2 separate regions of the Bombyx mori genome follow, and region 2 is linked to region 1. Evidence: chromatin contacts called from public Hi-C data. All regions are on one chromosome and are shown on one strand. The core of a region is the stretch at or near the end of the contact, and the rest is flanking DNA. Distances in the headings are between cores, read along the strand shown. Region 1 has its middle 29 kb from the start of LOC134201424. Region 2 holds the start of SGF1 (silk gland factor-1).

What was found. Hi-C and Micro-C count contacts between places; a contact is called where the count stands out from the background.
Region 2: a contact with region 1 is called in a Hi-C map of posterior silk gland, with 3 times the contacts expected there. The contact joins the promoter of SGF1 here to the enhancer-like site in region 1. A contact is called at or near these places in 3 of 7 Hi-C or Micro-C datasets (middle silk gland, posterior silk gland and whole pupa).

Annotation. Positions count from the first base shown.
Region 1 is chr25:11,156,131-11,159,703 of ASM3026992v2, forward strand. No RefSeq gene overlaps it. Among protein-coding and RNA genes, the nearest start is that of LOC134201424, 29 kb to the right of the region's middle. Within about 2 kb of position 1,996, at least 3 of the 8 cell types and tissues checked have open chromatin away from gene starts, as enhancers often do.
Region 2 is chr25:11,283,260-11,286,832 of ASM3026992v2, forward strand. SGF1 (silk gland factor-1) reads right to left here and starts at 1,534. Exons shown (of 1, transcript NM_001043864.1): 1 at 1-1,534. The coding sequence starts at 1,499. The coding sequence ends at 450. LOC134201420 (a long non-coding RNA gene) reads left to right here and starts at 1,691. Exons shown (of 2, transcript XR_009976705.1): 1 at 1,691-1,900.

The DNA.
Region 1 (3,573 bases), core at 746-3,245:
GTCCGCGCCTAGGGTGCCCGCGAGGTATGTGGGTCTGCACATGTTGGGAGCAGACCGCGGGCCCAAAGATGTTTGTAGGGTCCTACCGCACCAAACGACTCCCAGGATTACCTTGAACTAATCTTCACGTTGAATTTTTTTTATTGCTTAGATGGGTGGACGCGCTCACGACCCACCTGGTATTAAGTGGTTACCGGAGCCTATAGACATCTACAACGTAAATACCGTCACCCACCTTGAGATAAGAGTTCTAAGGTCTCAGTATAGTTACAACGGCTATCCCACCCTTCAAACTGAAACTGATTACTGCTTCACGGCAGAAGTAGGCAGGGTGGTGGTGGACCCGTGTGGATTCACAAGAGGTCATAACACCAGTATTTTTTGTGAGAAGACCGTCATATGTTCAGAGTTGAAGAGTGAGACAATGTTTATCCATTAGAATGAAGACCATAGTGGCCAAAGGAATTTATTTATGTTTGAATGACGCTGAATGTATCGCTAAGTAATCGATTGACTTTATATTATAATATAATACACACTGACAGTTGCGTATGTTTGTTTATGTAATATCCATAAATGTATAATATCATAGCTTTACAATTTTACTAGTATAGTGCTATGTACTAGAATGGTGTTTGGTTGAATTGTTTGAGGTTATCCCTTCATTTATTTTTATCATCGTATGCTATTTGGAAGTGTTATTATTTTTTCCGTACCTATGCTGGCAAACTCGACGGGTTATGCCATTTTCGTCGAGCAACTAGATGAGCTCACGGGGCTCTGATCTGACGAGTTTGCTAACACTAGCCCTAGCAAGAGCAGTGCTTCGCAAATTCTTCCACCGGATCCGAAACGCGATCTACTGAGAAGATCCGGCGAGAAACTCAGTGGGCCAGAGATCCAAGGGAAATGATTATTATTATTGTGAAGAAGAATTGAACGTCCTCTTCCCTGACGATATATACGAAGAAGCTGATGTATATCTGTGCGACGACTTTGCGGTTGTAACACAATAGTCAGCAAATGAAAAGATTGAAATTTGGATTGGATTTGAGTCGCAGTGCGTTCCCAGTGATCTTTTTTGGCGCGTACCATCCGGCTTTGGAATGAACTCCAACTGTAGCAGAGAGCACTACGATATAATATCCTTTCTCAAACGAGGTTTGCTGAGAGCCTTCAGAAGTAGCGACTTGGCATGAGCAACGATGAGTACTCACCGTCAGATGGGTCCTATACTCATCTGCCTATAAAGGCAATACGAAAAAAAATAGTATCAAGATTTTTTCGCAATGACAACAATGTTAAATTCATCATGCTATAAATAAATAAATAAAAATAAAGTAAGCTTTTATTGCTGCTTTACTTAATCGTTACTAACTTGTTGTAACTGTTGTTGTAACTATACTTGAGACCTTAGAACTTATATCTCAAGGTGGGTGGCGCATTTACGTCGTAGATGTCTATGGGCTCCAGTGACCAATTTTTTTTTTATTGCCCTTGTAGGCAGACGAGCATACGGCCCACCTGATGGTGAGTGGTTACCGTCGCCCATGGACTTCAGCAATGCCAGGGGCAGAGCCAAGCCGCTGCCTACAAATACCAGGTGGGCTGTGAGATCGCCCACCCATCTAGGCAATAAAAAAAAATTACTTAATAATAACTTAAATATAAATCCAACTTATAATTAAGTATTCCGTTCGGTGCTCGGTGTGGTTTTCAAAACAGCTTGTCTCTCGACAAAGGCCTCCTCTGAAGATCGCCAAGATTCTCTATTTTTGGCCAATTCCAATTCCCCTTTATTTCAGAGCTATAATGCTATAATCAAATACGATGTTCATAAAATGGCAAATGAAAGTTTTATAATATATTGTATAGAACGTTTTGCGAATCATCCGAAGGCAAAAGTTGCGTAACCAAGATCCTCAAACGACCAGACAAGCCTGTGTCAACACAACAGGAATTAGTCCAAATTATGTGCCTCCCTCGCGCAGCCCTCATTACACACCCTTCTCAGAATCAATATTTGTCGTCCGTACTCTTCTATTTTAATACAACACGCACATTAGCTGACAAACGATAATGATCTCTTGAGCGAAAGATGGAAGTACTGGAATCCTTCGAGCTACATTCGCGATGTTAAGACGTTTCGGAAATGTAAGCTTCACTCGCTCTCGATGTTGCTGTCTCTTTAAACGCAATGTCGTCTCTTTCTGATACGGTTTTCCGTGATGTGTCGCTCGGAACATGAAACGCTTTGTACATATACTATTACAGTTTCTTGTCGAGTCTAAACCAAAAATAGATTACGTACAATTTAATAATTGTATCCTCCCAAAATTGCATCGTCACAGTTGATTGTTAGAATTAATTTTTTCTGAAAAAGTTGCTTTTTGGAGTAGTCATAAATATCTTAAAAGTTTAGTAACGTTATTAAGGAGAAAAACAAAAAAAAAATCGATTCAATATCGAAATAGATTTCCGAATGAAATTCCGATATAAAAGAGACTATGATAATTAACATGCTTTCACGTACCAAACCTTAAATGAACATAAAAACCGATTGAATATTCATAAAGATCTGTTAATTGCACAACTCTGCAAATACATCGTGACGTCGCTTCTAAGACTTGCCTTCTAAAGGCAGAGAGATTCAATAGATCTGAGACCCATCCCAAAAGGCCAACCCTAGACATAAATACACACATACACATCCAAATGTAGCGCGCGCAGCTTCGGGAAAACTACGGGCCTTCGCGTATTGTGTACAAGAACGCGAATGTAGTATAATGCAATTATTTAGATACTATTTGTTGAAATAAATTATTAAAAATGTGTTTGTAAACGAAAACTGTCAGAAGTTTAACAGATATATTGTTTTAATGCTTTATATTGGAAGGCAAATATTTGAAATTAATTCTAAATACAAATTTGTCCGCGAATATTATACGGAACGTTTGAAAAAAGAATTTGCAAAAAAATGTAAACTTTGTTTTTTTTAAATCAATATAACCTATATACTGTCGAAATAAACACGACGCGTTATAATGTATATATTATCATCTAATAATATTTATCTGCATTAATATCAGTACGTATACTGCACAGAAAACGCGTGTTGGTTGTGTGCGCATCTATTTACGAGACGAGTAAATATGTACCCTCGCCGTTTGTGGAGGCTGCATTAATAATTCAATTGGTCTCCCCCCGCGCCCCGACGTCTCTTTTAAACGTTTTTTAACTTACCGCCAAACGGATTACATCCGGTTCGACGAGCAACGTGAAACGGAACGTTAATGAAGATTAAAAAGTTATTACGAATTATCGAACCTCCTGGAATATTGATACGATTGTTTTAAAGTGTAATCTGTTAAGTGATTCGGAGAGTTCCGGAAACGTTTAAATTGTTTTGTGAATTAGATATTTTATAAATTCCCGGTAAAATGATATTAACGATATTGTTCTATAAAAAATACAGAGTATTTTGATACCTAGATGAAATGAGAATTTCACTCGGGAAGTTGACAGCACCAAGTAGTATTTGTTGTAATTGCTGTAAAGATAAAAATCCGTATT
Region 2 (3,573 bases), core at 284-2,783, 130 kb after region 1:
TCCGTTACTACATGAGAACTAACTGCCGGCATGTTTTAAAAGTCCTAAAAGTCGGAGTGTACAAATTAGAGTCGAATATAATGACTATAAAGGACACTTTCTCGAAAGTTCGACATAAGATTTAGGCCTAGAATCGCGGGTCGGCGCTCGCCCTCAGCCTTCCGCGTGCACTAAACATCTATCTAGGAATGAAATGCACACAACGACGGACTCTTCGTTAACTCAAATATATACACAAATATACAGGGTCCTCGGGCGAGCGCGACCGCTCCGTAGGTAATATCACCAGAACACGTAACGCTCACTTGGAGTCCAATATCATTGATGAGATTGTCGGGTTGTGCGGCCCGGCGGCGGCTGCGGCGGCGGCTGGGCTATGGCGCGGCGGACTCGTCCTGCGGCACGCACCACGAGGGCGCGCGGCGGACGGCCTACGCCAGGGGGTATTGTCACAAGGGCGGCTGCGCGTGCGCGTGGTGATGGTGGTACAGCGGCGACTGGTAGTAGTTATCCGCCGGCGAGTGCCCGTATCCATAGTTCACGTCGTACATCTTGAGATCCGCCTTGGTGTCGGCGCCGGGCAGCAGGCGGGTGATGCTGAACGGGTGCTGCGCCGGCGCGTACCCGCTCGGCTCCTGCTTGAGCTGCGCGTAGTGCTCGAGGGCGAGCGGCGTGTGCTCCGGCAGACAGAGCTCGGGCGCGGCGTGCAGCTGGGCCAGGAGCTCGTCACGCATCTCCTTGTCCTCGCCGGGCCCGGGCGGCGCGCTCTTGTCGTGCCCGTGCTCGCCGCGCTTGTCGTGTGAGCCCCCGTGGTGTCCGTGCGTCTGCTGCGCCTTCTGGGCCTGTCTCAATGTCTCTTTCTTCTCGTCCTTGAATCGTTTCTGACGTCGCAAGAAACAACCGTTTTCGAACATGTTCCCGCTGTCAGGATGTAGCGTCCAAAAGGAACCTTTTCCGGGCTTGTCCGGCGTGCGCGGCACTTTCACAAAGCAGTCGTTGAAGGACAGCGAATGTCGGATCGAGTTCTGCCAGCGCTGCTGGTTTTGTCTGTAGAAAGGGAACAGATCCATGATGAACTGGTAGATTTCGGAGAGCGTCAGCATGCGTGAAGGATTATTCTGGATAGCCATCGTGATGAGCGATATGTAGGAGTACGGCGGCTTCGCGTGCGTGTAGGAGCGGCGGTACGTCTTGTCGTTGCGGGCCCGCTGCAGCGCTGAGGTGGGTGAGGCGGCCTCCTGCTCTCGCGGCAAGGAGCCGTAGGGCACGGCGCCGGCGCCGCCCATGCAGGAGGCCATGGTGCTGGGCGGCGAGTAGCCGACACTCGGGGAGCCCATACACGAGCCGCCCGCGACCATGTTGTTGGAGTATAGATTCGGATAGGGCTGCGCCGGCATGCAGCCCATACCGTTAACGTAGGGCGGCGCGAGGCCCGGCGACAGCGAGGACAGCGACGCCGACGTCGGCACGTCGCCGTACGAAAGCTTCTGCGAGATCATGGCTAGCGCATCACCCGCGCGTGCACGCCGGCCAGGGGCAAACACTCGCACTGATTGAAAGAGTAAATAGAAGCTAGGGGCCCGGGATCCCCTCCACCGTGTCGAGGATTGGTGCGGCGAGGGGCGGAGCGCCGAGGGCCCCGCCCCGCGACGCGCGCATCCCACCCCGCGCCCCACCCCCGCCCCGCAGGCACAGCTTCGCGCGCGACGCTCTCCGCTGCTAATAATACCGCAGTTCCAAACGATAAAAACATGGAATTATCATAAGTGCTTTACCAGGAATGTGTGCTTGTGTGCGGCATTAAGTTTATGCATTCTTGTCGAGTTACCGAATATCTCTAAGACACTACGACTGTGTTCGGAGCTGAGAACTCTGCTGGAAGAGTACATGATGTCTTTGTGTGAGTTTCGCTTCGGTGGGATTGTAGGCGTCGTGTCATAACTAATTAATTAACTTTTACGTAATTTTGTACGGAATTAGTATTTTGAGTACCTTGAGTTTTGAGGTTCGCGGGCGATCCGTTGGATACAGGCAGCGCAGGACCGATCTTTATGGCACGGCCTAGGGAAAGCTTATGTCCAACAGTGGACTCTGTGAGCCGATAGAATAGTTTCATCCATCGTTATGTTTCTGTAAGAAGACTGTTCTTACTGGTGGTAGGACCTCTTGTGAGTCCGCACGGGCCGGTACCACTACCCTGCTTATTTCTGCCGTGATGCGTTTCGGTTTGAAGGGTGAGGCAGCCGTTGTAGCTATACTGAGACTTTAGAACTTATATCTCAAGGTGGGTGGCGCATTTACGTTGTAGATGTCCATTGGCTCCAGTAACCACTTAACACCAGGTGGGCTGTGAGCTCGTCCACCCATCTAAGCAATAAAAAAAAAGATACATAATAGCGAACAGAAAAATCTAAAGACTCCTTTAGTCAAAAATGGCTCCTTTAGTCAGTTTTTTTAAATTAGAATTGTAAAGTATAACGTGAAAGCCATCGAACAATGATTGCTGTGCGACTTGCAAAGTTATATAAATTGTAAAATCTAAACTAATCAATTGTAAACTTGAACTAAAAGCTAAATCTTATCATTGAGTAGTTTAATCATATATTTTTTTATAATAGCAGCAAAACCACATCGATTTTGCAGGAAAAAAAAATTGCTATTACACCATTGTAACTCTTCGGACTTTATTTTTTTTTGCTTAAATGGGTGGACAAGCTCACAGCCCACCTGGTGTTAAGTGGTTACTGAAGCCCATATACATCTATAACGTAAATGCACCACCCATCTTGAGATATAAGTTCTTAGGTCTCAGTTTAGTTACAACGGCTGTTTCACCCTTCAAACCGAAAGCATTACAGCTTCACGGCAGAAATAAGCGAGGTGCATTTATGCATTTTCAAGTTCAGCTTAACAGATGAGCTACTCTTTTTTTTTTATTGCTTAGATGAGTGGATGAGCTCACAGCCCACCTGATGTTAAGTGGCTACTGGAGCCCAAAGACATCTTCAACGTAAATGCGCCACCCATCTTGAGATATAAGTTGTAAAGTCTCAAGTATAGTTACAACAGCTGCTCCACCCTTCAAACCGAAACGCATTACTGCTTCACGGCAGAAATAGGCAGGGTGGTGGTACCTACCCGTGCGGACTCACAAGAGGTCCTACCACCAGTAATTACACAAATTATAAATTTGCGAGTTTGATTTTTATTACACGATGTTATTCCTTCACCGTGGAAGTCAATCGTGAACAATTGTTGAGTACGTATTTCATTAGAAAAATTGGTACCCGCCTGAGATTCGAACACCGGTGCATCGCCTCGACAGTTATGCATCAGACGTTTTATCCATTAGGCCACGACGACTACTATTCTACTATTCACACTATAATCACGTTTGCGTTTTGTAAAATCTCATAATCGCCTTCGAGTATTAGAAAATTTGTTTACTTATTACCCAGTGATGTCTACATTAGATATAAACAAACAAATTAACTAATGAACTTAAACAAAAAAAAACTAAAATAAACAAATTACTTAACTGATACATTTACGACTAACGGTTTTCGGAGATAA